Regions from separate parts of the Gossypium hirsutum genome. Here regions 1 and 3 are each linked to region 2. The links are chromatin contacts, called in public Hi-C maps. All regions are on one chromosome and are shown on one strand. Each heading gives the region's core, a stretch centred on a gene start, on an enhancer-like site or on the middle of the called end of the contact. The rest is flanking DNA. Distances are from core to core; before and after follow the strand shown. Region 1 holds the start of LOC107919558 (feruloyl CoA ortho-hydroxylase F6H1-3). Region 2 holds the start of LOC121225135 (TOM1-like protein 1). Region 3 holds the start of LOC107920328 (NADH dehydrogenase [ubiquinone] iron-sulfur protein 6, mitochondrial).

Region 1 (2,700 bases), core at 18-2,517, 180 kb after region 2:
GAAATAGGAGATGTTTATAATTCAGCAAATTCAACTGTTTTCTTCCCGTCATGTGCTTTACGAAAGAAATGTTTGACGTAATCTGAATAAAGAACTTGTTTGTAAATTGGTTTCTCACCATTTGCGACCAGTTCAGGCAATGGTCCTATCATATCAATAGGTCTTGGATTCACAAAAATAGGGACTGAAATTCTGTTCTTATTTCCATTAGCGACCACACGATGTTCAACACTCCTATACCTTCCATTGCTCATTATTTGTAGTGCATCTCCAACATTGATCACAAGAGAACCTTTAATTGGAGGAACATGAATCCAATCATCTCCCTCGTTTCCTCTAACGAAAAGTCCCCCAATTTCGTCTTGAAGAAGAATTGTAAGAGTTGAGACATCAGAGTGACGACCTACTCCGACAGTGAGTTCAGGGTTTGGACATTTAGGATAGTAGTTAAGGTTAGTCCTCATTGAACCCATCAATAATGATTCTTTTGCCTCATCAATCTCATTGACATATAGACCCTTCATTAGCACTTGTAATAGTTGTTTAATGACAACTTCAGACTTCTTCATGTAATCTAACACTTGCTCCCTAAAAAAACCGAAAAGATATATTAATATATTTGTCAGCAAAAGGAGTGCAAGCCATGATGTTTAAGGATTAAAGAAAATCTAATGATTAACTTTTTTTCCTACCTGCAAATAGAAGGCCATAGTGCAGAAGCTTCTTCTTCGGAGACATAAAACAAGCTGAGATAATCTTTCCACTCGAGAGCCTTTTCTGCTTGAGGAGTAAAACTTGTGCCAAACCTCACATTGTTTGAAGATGAATGTTCCTTGGAATACTTATTTTTAACCTCAGCTGGCAATCTAAAGAAGTTATAAGTAGCACCTTTAACATTCTCCAACACTTCAACAGGCACATCATGATTAACAATTTGGAAGAAGCCCCATTCCGAAGCAGCATCACAAATTGATTTCGCTACTTTAGGATCTTCCCAGTTTGACATATCAATGATAGGAATTGATCCTTGGGGTATGATATTGATCATGCACATCCTCTCTTCAAAAGGTTGGATATATTGCTTAGGAAGGGCTTTAAGACCCAGTTCAGACAAACCCTTCACTCCATTCCCTTGGTTAATAACAAAGTCAATGAGAGCAGAAGAATCATTGAATGGATCAGCAAGTGTTGGAGCCATTGGTTTGTATAAATTTGGAGTTAAAAGAGAGCGGGGTGCTGGTTGTGGAAGAGGGTAAGAGTGATACAAGAGAAGGGAACGGTGCGTCTTGGTTTCAGTGGAGTGCCTATTTATATAGAAAATTTTCAAGGCTGACATTGACTTTAGTGCCTTAGTCTTAATTTGAATGCGTCTGTATGGCAGGCTCACCAACCCAAGTACACTGCACGCTGTTACCGTGCACCAACCTTGTTTGGCGCAAAGCCTAAAAGAAATATGAAATATTTGCACTACCTTAAGAAAGTTCAAGTCTAAAATGGTTAGCTGAGGTAAGAAGTCCTCCACAGAATGTATAAACTCTTATGTATATATGCATATATTTATTATATATTTGTATTATTGTAAAATTGATTGAAGTTTTACAAGGTTTTATAAGTTTTATATGATATATATTTATTTATTCCAAACAGGGGCAGAGCCAGGAGGGAGGGACCCGGTCCCCCTAAAATAGAAATTTTTTTATTTAGTCTTTTTACAATTTATAAAATTTTAAATTAGTAATGGTAAAATTACACTTTGGCCATCAAAATGATAAAAATTTGATTTAATCTCTTAAAAGTTATAAAGATAATGACTATTAAAATGATAAAATTATATTTTTATTGTCGTAAAAATATATAATCTACTTTCGAACCCTAAAGAAATTTCTAACTTCGTCGTGATTCCAATATTGCATCTCTCTTTTTATTTAGGTTGTATATATTAAATTTTGAGTCAATTAAAAAAACGAACTGTTTATTTAATTTAGAAAAGTTTAATATTCCAAAATATTAAGAGAGATATTCTTCATGGATATAGTCGTATAAATATCAATTTTTTTTAGAAAAAAGATGACAATAACAAGCTTTAATCTTGGTTTTTTTAATGCCAACAAAGATTTAATTACTTCTTACAAGTCTAATTATTTTACTAAATTAATTCAATATATAATATTTATTGTATGGTATAATATTACATATTCAACCAAACAAAGGAAGTGAGATTAAACCTTAAAAGGGTGGAATCAGAGAGTGAGTTTTCACTTGAGATTAAACCTTAAAAGGTTGGAAACAGAGAATGAGTTTTCACTTCGTTAATTGAGGACTGATTCAAAATTTTTTATTAATTATGAAAATGATTCATTTGTAAAATCATGTAAAAAATAACCCGCTTGTTACAGTAATTTTGGTGCCGCTATTATTATTGGCGGCATTAGTAAAAATATGTGTACATGCCATATTAAAATACTCGTATTCTAAAAAAAATTTATATTTTAATAAGTGTTTCCGTTGTCATTGGCGGCATCGACGTTTTTATTGAAAAAAATTTTGGGTCAGATTTTTTTTTTGGTGTTGTCCTTGGCAGCATCGGTGTCAGTGGGTGGGTTAGAAATTTGAATTTTTTTTTGTCGGCCTTGACATTGGTAGTGCAGTAAATCATTGAGTGAAGAAGCATGAGGATAAAGAAAAAAATTTGATATATAC
Region 2 (2,700 bases), core at 197-2,696:
ATAGTTGCAGCTTTTAATACATTTCAAACCACATTTTGAGCTTATATACATACCACATCCTATTGACCAATTTCATTCACCCAAATTCTATTCCAAAAGTGCATGTAGACATAATCTTGTACCAAAAATTGACTCAATCTAGGTACATGTTGAATAACTAACAAAAGAAAGTACACAAACATTGTTGAGTTCGAGATTTTTGACTGGATACTGAAGTCGATGCTCATAACCTCGAATTGGACATAACTTGCGCGAAAAACAAACCATACATTGAGTGATAAAGCTCAATGGTATTTTTATAATTCAAATCAATATAACATATGGCATAGTCAATAGCATACAATTTTCATGTATATACTATTGATCAATACAAATGCACTATATAACCAAACTTATTTAACACATCTTTATAGGCATATATCATCATTATGTCAATTCTTAAAGATGATTTATGTAATCATTTTATGAACTAGTAATTTATATGAATATTTCATACTATTATCACAATGCTAGTTAAATTTGCATAATTACTCAACTTATAATATATAATTATACTTCATTCCATTACCAAGTCAAATGAATCATTCCTCATCTTACCAAATCGGCTTTCCGATTCATTAACCTGTTTGTGTGATCTTTTACATACTCTTGACATTCAATGTTGTATATAAGTGCCTATATTCCAACTTTATAACATTTAATCAATTCTAATAATCATTCAACCAATTCATATATTATATTTCCTATTAACGTGATTTGGACTCGAATAGATATACAGATCCAATCAACACACCAATTTAGCACTCAGTGCCTCATTAGAACATCCGAAATAAGTAAATTGTGCATAACGCTCATCAGTTTAATGAAAATAATAATTGTGCCTTGCACTCGTCAGAATGTTTGAAGGAAAAATGTGCCTAATGCTCATCGACATATAGTCGAAATAACCCGTACTCAATCTATCCTATGACATGTCAACTATATATTCTAAAAGATTTAAAATTAAAAAAATTAAATTAAAAGTTGACCATATTGGGTGTCCAAGACTTACTTTGACCGGTAACCAATCAAGGTTTGGTTAATACCCGGTCAACATTAGTCAACCTTGATCAATACCTAATCAATACGATTATCGGTCTAACTCTAGTCGACGCTTGATTTAGTTTTAAATTTAGTAGGAATATATATATATATATATATATATGATTTTTTTTGAAATTTCCTAAAGGTTTATCTAAAATTTTAACTAAAATTCTATAATTTTGATTTTTTAGAATTTATATATTTTGTCATTTTCTAAAATGTTTAATTGATTTTTTTATATTTTTGAGATTTTTCTAAAATATATATTTTATTAAAATTTTAAAATGTTTAAATATTTTTAAAATGTTTAAATGTTTATTTTTTAAAATTATATATATATTTAAAAGTTATTACTATATCATGCTGAAATAGGGTAAAAAGAAGCGTCATGAGCCTGATTTTGATAGGCCATGAGTCAAAAAAAAAAAAAAAAACCTGATAGACTCTCGGGTCAAATAATAAAATTATATTTCTGAGGTCCCGAGTGGCAACGCCAAGGCATAGCACAGAATTGAAACTCCCAAAGTCCAACCAATTTAAACTCATTCCTTACGCTTGCCGTCTTCTTCCTTTTCTTTCTTTTTTATTATCTCAAATTCAAATTCAAAGTTAAAGTAATTGCTTCTCTTTTATATTTCATCAAATCTCTTTGGGCTTTGCTCTCTCATCTACTTCGCCTCTATAATAACTGTAAGCAAAGGGCAAAGGGATTTTTTTTTTTGAATTTTAATTTTCCTATGATTCTTTTTTTTTCTGATTTTTTAAATTGATGTATTTAGGATCTAGGTTTAGCTGGCCCTGCAGTTACCATTCTGAACTTCATTTTTTTTAAGAAAATAATTTTGTGTTACAATTTTCTATAAGTTATTTTCATCTTAAGCTTATCTAAGTTTAGATTTTGGGCACTTATGCATCTATTGCTGTATTTCAACTGCTGCTATAATGGAAGAATAAATGATCTTTACTTTAATTATTTGCTTTAAATTAGGTAATTTTTTTTCTTTTGTTTTCTTTATTCAGCTAGTTGATCAATGTTTTGGAGGTTTTGAAGTCAATATATCTTTTTATAATGTGGGTTTTTTTTTTTTGAAGATTTGGGTACTAGGGTTTTGAATAATTTTGATGCTATTAGAAAATGTCCAGATCATTTATTAGATCTACATGAAGTTCTGTGGATAAATCCTAGGGAAGAAAGTGAAAGCAGCAAAAAGCCAGATATTTAGTTTTCTAATTAAGGATGACGGGGCAAATCATATATTTTTCTCTGTTTGATTATATTGCAACATATATTTCGTTTTGAGGCATTTGGGAATCCTTTTTTTTTTTGGAAGATTACATGGAAGAAATCTTATGCGGAAATTCTGCATCTATGGTGGTTGCATTTAGGCATTAACTTTTACAGACATTTATTCAAGATGTAATTTTTTTGTGTTTTGAAGGTTTGGTGAAAATGGAAAAAGAATTGATGGATAAAGTTAGTGCCTTTGGTGAACGCATCAAGGTTGAAGGAGCTGAGTTGGGCAGAAAGATGAGCGCTGGCATGAGCTCAATGAGCTTCAAGGTGAAGGAACTCTTCCAAGGCCCGAACCCAACTGATAAGCTTGTTGAGGATGCAAC
Region 3 (2,700 bases), core at 186-2,685, 130 kb after region 2:
ATGCATGATCAGAAACATACTATACTAAGTTATTGGACTGGACTTTACCCTAACATTAACCATTTTTCTTAAGCACTTATAGGCATGACAAATTAACGAAAGTTACAAGGTAACAATGTTGAGACACACCTATTCTTACGCCAAATCCATGTCTATGAACCAAGGTATTCACGCATATGATTAATGTAAAAAGCAGAATAATCAAGGCTATTTAACACTTTAAAGCTTTCTCCAAAATCTAAGTACTAAATTAGTGAGAAACAAAGATTCCATATATAAAACCAGAAAACATCTGCAGAATATTCTACTTTGTTCATAAACAAAAAATAATCAACGCTTAAAAGTCACTTCATGTGCTTCAAAACGTATGTAACTATAATCTGCCAGCATCTTCAATAATTCAAATTACCCAGCAGGATGTAGAACACTTAACAAACAACCACAAGTAGACTAGAAAAATTAAAAATTTTCAAAAGGGCTTCAAGCCTTCAGCGTACTCAATTTACAGAGTTAAGCACCAAAACAATAAAAATACAAGGAAATTGCTGGATAAATAACTAGATAATCCGTCAAAGACAATAATTTCCAATTTTTAGTAAAACTTTCTTTTAAGAAAGTAAAATTACTTATTTTTCTTTTCAGATAGCTAAAATTTATGCTTGTCAGCTAAAATCAACGAAATCAAACATATTATTACGTCAAGAACCTGATAACGGAATTCAGATTTAGATTCTACAAGAATGTTAAAAAACCAGAATGAAATATCAATTAAAGTTCCTATATTCATTTTTTTTTATAATAGTTTCAAGTAAAGCCCATAAAGGCCTAAAGCATAACCCCAATCTTCCATAAATTTCAGCAGAAAATGGATGAAAAAAAAAGAGTGAAAATCTGCGATTAAGTACCTGCATCCATTTCGCAGTGTGATTACTGATTTGGCTGCTAACAAGGCTGAAATTACGAGTAGTAGATCCCAAATACGATGACCTGATTAGGGTTTTCAGAACACCCGAATACGCCATTTTTTTTTTTAAAAAAAAAGGGGAAACTTTCTTCTTTTCTTTTTCCTGGGTAATGAAATTCGAAGCTCCGGGGAGGGGTGGGGGTTGGTTGGAGATTCGAAAGAGCTAAAATATTGGTTAAAGGGCCTTCAAACGAAGATTGTTGGGCTCGGTCTTTGTGGATAGATGCTAAGCCCATTCTAAACATCAAATTAGCAAAATGAAAACAAAGCACAGTTTATATTTCCTAATTATATTTCAAAAGATATTATATCAACTTGTGTGTGACTCCATTGTAAATGTATTTATTGATGCATGATATCAACGAAGATGGAGAGGGGGTTAGTGTCAAGGAAGCCCGATTCGCTCTTGTTGGGGCCGAGAGTTGGAAAAGTAAGGAGGCTAGGCGAAGGTGGTTAATAACTTAGCATATTACAGTTTTGAGAGATGCTAGGACTATTTATAGAACTGATGGTTCCCATATGGTCTCTTATTGAGGAGAGTGTACCTATTTGCAGCGGGTGGCCTACCAAAGGGTCCAACTAATTGGCTAAGGGCAGATGGTCCTTCTCATGGATGATACAAAGTATGTGGGTAGTCGATCATTGAGTGACCATCTAGACGGTATAAGATTGAGGGTCGTTTATAGGTGTCTCTCCAGTTGCTTCTCATATTTCCATGTGTCCCATTCGAGGTAGGATTTAAGAATTAAATGTAAGTTTGTGTTTGATGTAAGAAGACTATATTTTTTTATTTTTATTACATATTCAAGTTGTTTATATAGCAAGTATGCATGTTAAATATAAATTGTTGACTAGAGTGACAAAATGACTTGATTGATATAAGATTAATACTTTGAAATCTATTATCTATCTAACTTATAAAATTTGAAAGTTTCATAGAAAGGATCCCCATGTCACTTTATTTGTTTTTAGGGTTAAATATTAAAATTATACATAAAATTTAATTCAAAATGCAATTTGATGTATGAATTTTGGTTTGGAAAGATTATACGAATTGAATTTTGATTTTGATTCAATCATACGTATTTTTAAAAAATATATATATTAATTTATTTTTATATTGGATAAATATATTTATTTTTGCATGCAATATTTATACATAAAATGATATTACATCGATAATGATGTTATGATTTATGAAAATTGAATCAAATTAATATTTTATATATAAAATTATAAAAAATTAAAATTTATGTATATAATTACAAATTTGGTCTTTAGATATGATTTTGAACTTTATCTTCTTCCTTTTTCATTTTTATTAAAAGTTTTCTCAATTAATAAACTATTGACGAGTTTTAAGGTGGGATTTTTAAAATAAGCTATTCATGAGACCTAATAATGTAAAAATTAATGTTATTTGAATTAAATTAAATAAAACTTAATGTTATTTAAATTGGGTTTAGATAAAAAATCTTACCCAAATTATTACTCAATCACATAAAACATTACTCTTTTACGCAAATTATTAGAAGTGTTTAATATTTTGTGTAAATTACAAAATACAGAAAAAGTGGGGATCTCTGAGGAGGCAGTGGCCATGAGTCCTTGGGAAATTCGTTTCGAGAAGACAACTTGACTGCTCTAGCCGACACTCACATTAACAGATTTTAATTCCTGGTAAGAACTTGGAGAATACAAGGGAAAAGTTCAAAGATGGGTTGCAATCCAAAGAT

Evidence for each region. A called contact is a pair of places that touch in the nucleus more often than the background predicts.
Region 1: a contact with region 2 is called in a Hi-C map of leaf, with 2.1 times the contacts expected there. The contact joins the promoter of LOC107919558 here to the promoter of LOC121225135 in region 2. A contact is called at or near these places in 2 of 34 Hi-C or Micro-C datasets (both in leaf).
Region 3: a contact with region 2 is called in a Hi-C map of leaf, with 3 times the contacts expected there. The contact joins the promoter of LOC107920328 here to the promoter of LOC121225135 in region 2. A contact is called at or near these places in 12 of 34 Hi-C or Micro-C datasets (callus, cotyledon, hypocotyl and 3 more).

Annotation. Positions count from the first base shown.
Region 1 is chrD13:54,379,340-54,382,039 of Gossypium_hirsutum_v2.1, reverse strand. It overlaps LOC107919558 (feruloyl CoA ortho-hydroxylase F6H1-3), which reads right to left and starts at 1,267. Exons shown (of 2, transcript XM_016848999.2): 1 at 693-1,267; 2 at 1-588. The coding sequence starts at 1,198. The coding sequence ends at 15.
Region 2 is chrD13:54,561,391-54,564,090 of Gossypium_hirsutum_v2.1, reverse strand. It overlaps LOC121225135 (TOM1-like protein 1), which reads left to right and starts at 1,446. Exons shown (of 4, transcript XM_041109142.1): 1 at 1,446-1,773; 2 at 2,523-2,700. The coding sequence starts at 2,534.
Region 3 is chrD13:54,431,578-54,434,277 of Gossypium_hirsutum_v2.1, reverse strand. LOC107920328 (NADH dehydrogenase [ubiquinone] iron-sulfur protein 6, mitochondrial) reads right to left here and starts at 1,435. Exons shown (of 3, transcript XM_016849984.2): 1 at 906-1,435. The coding sequence starts at 1,022.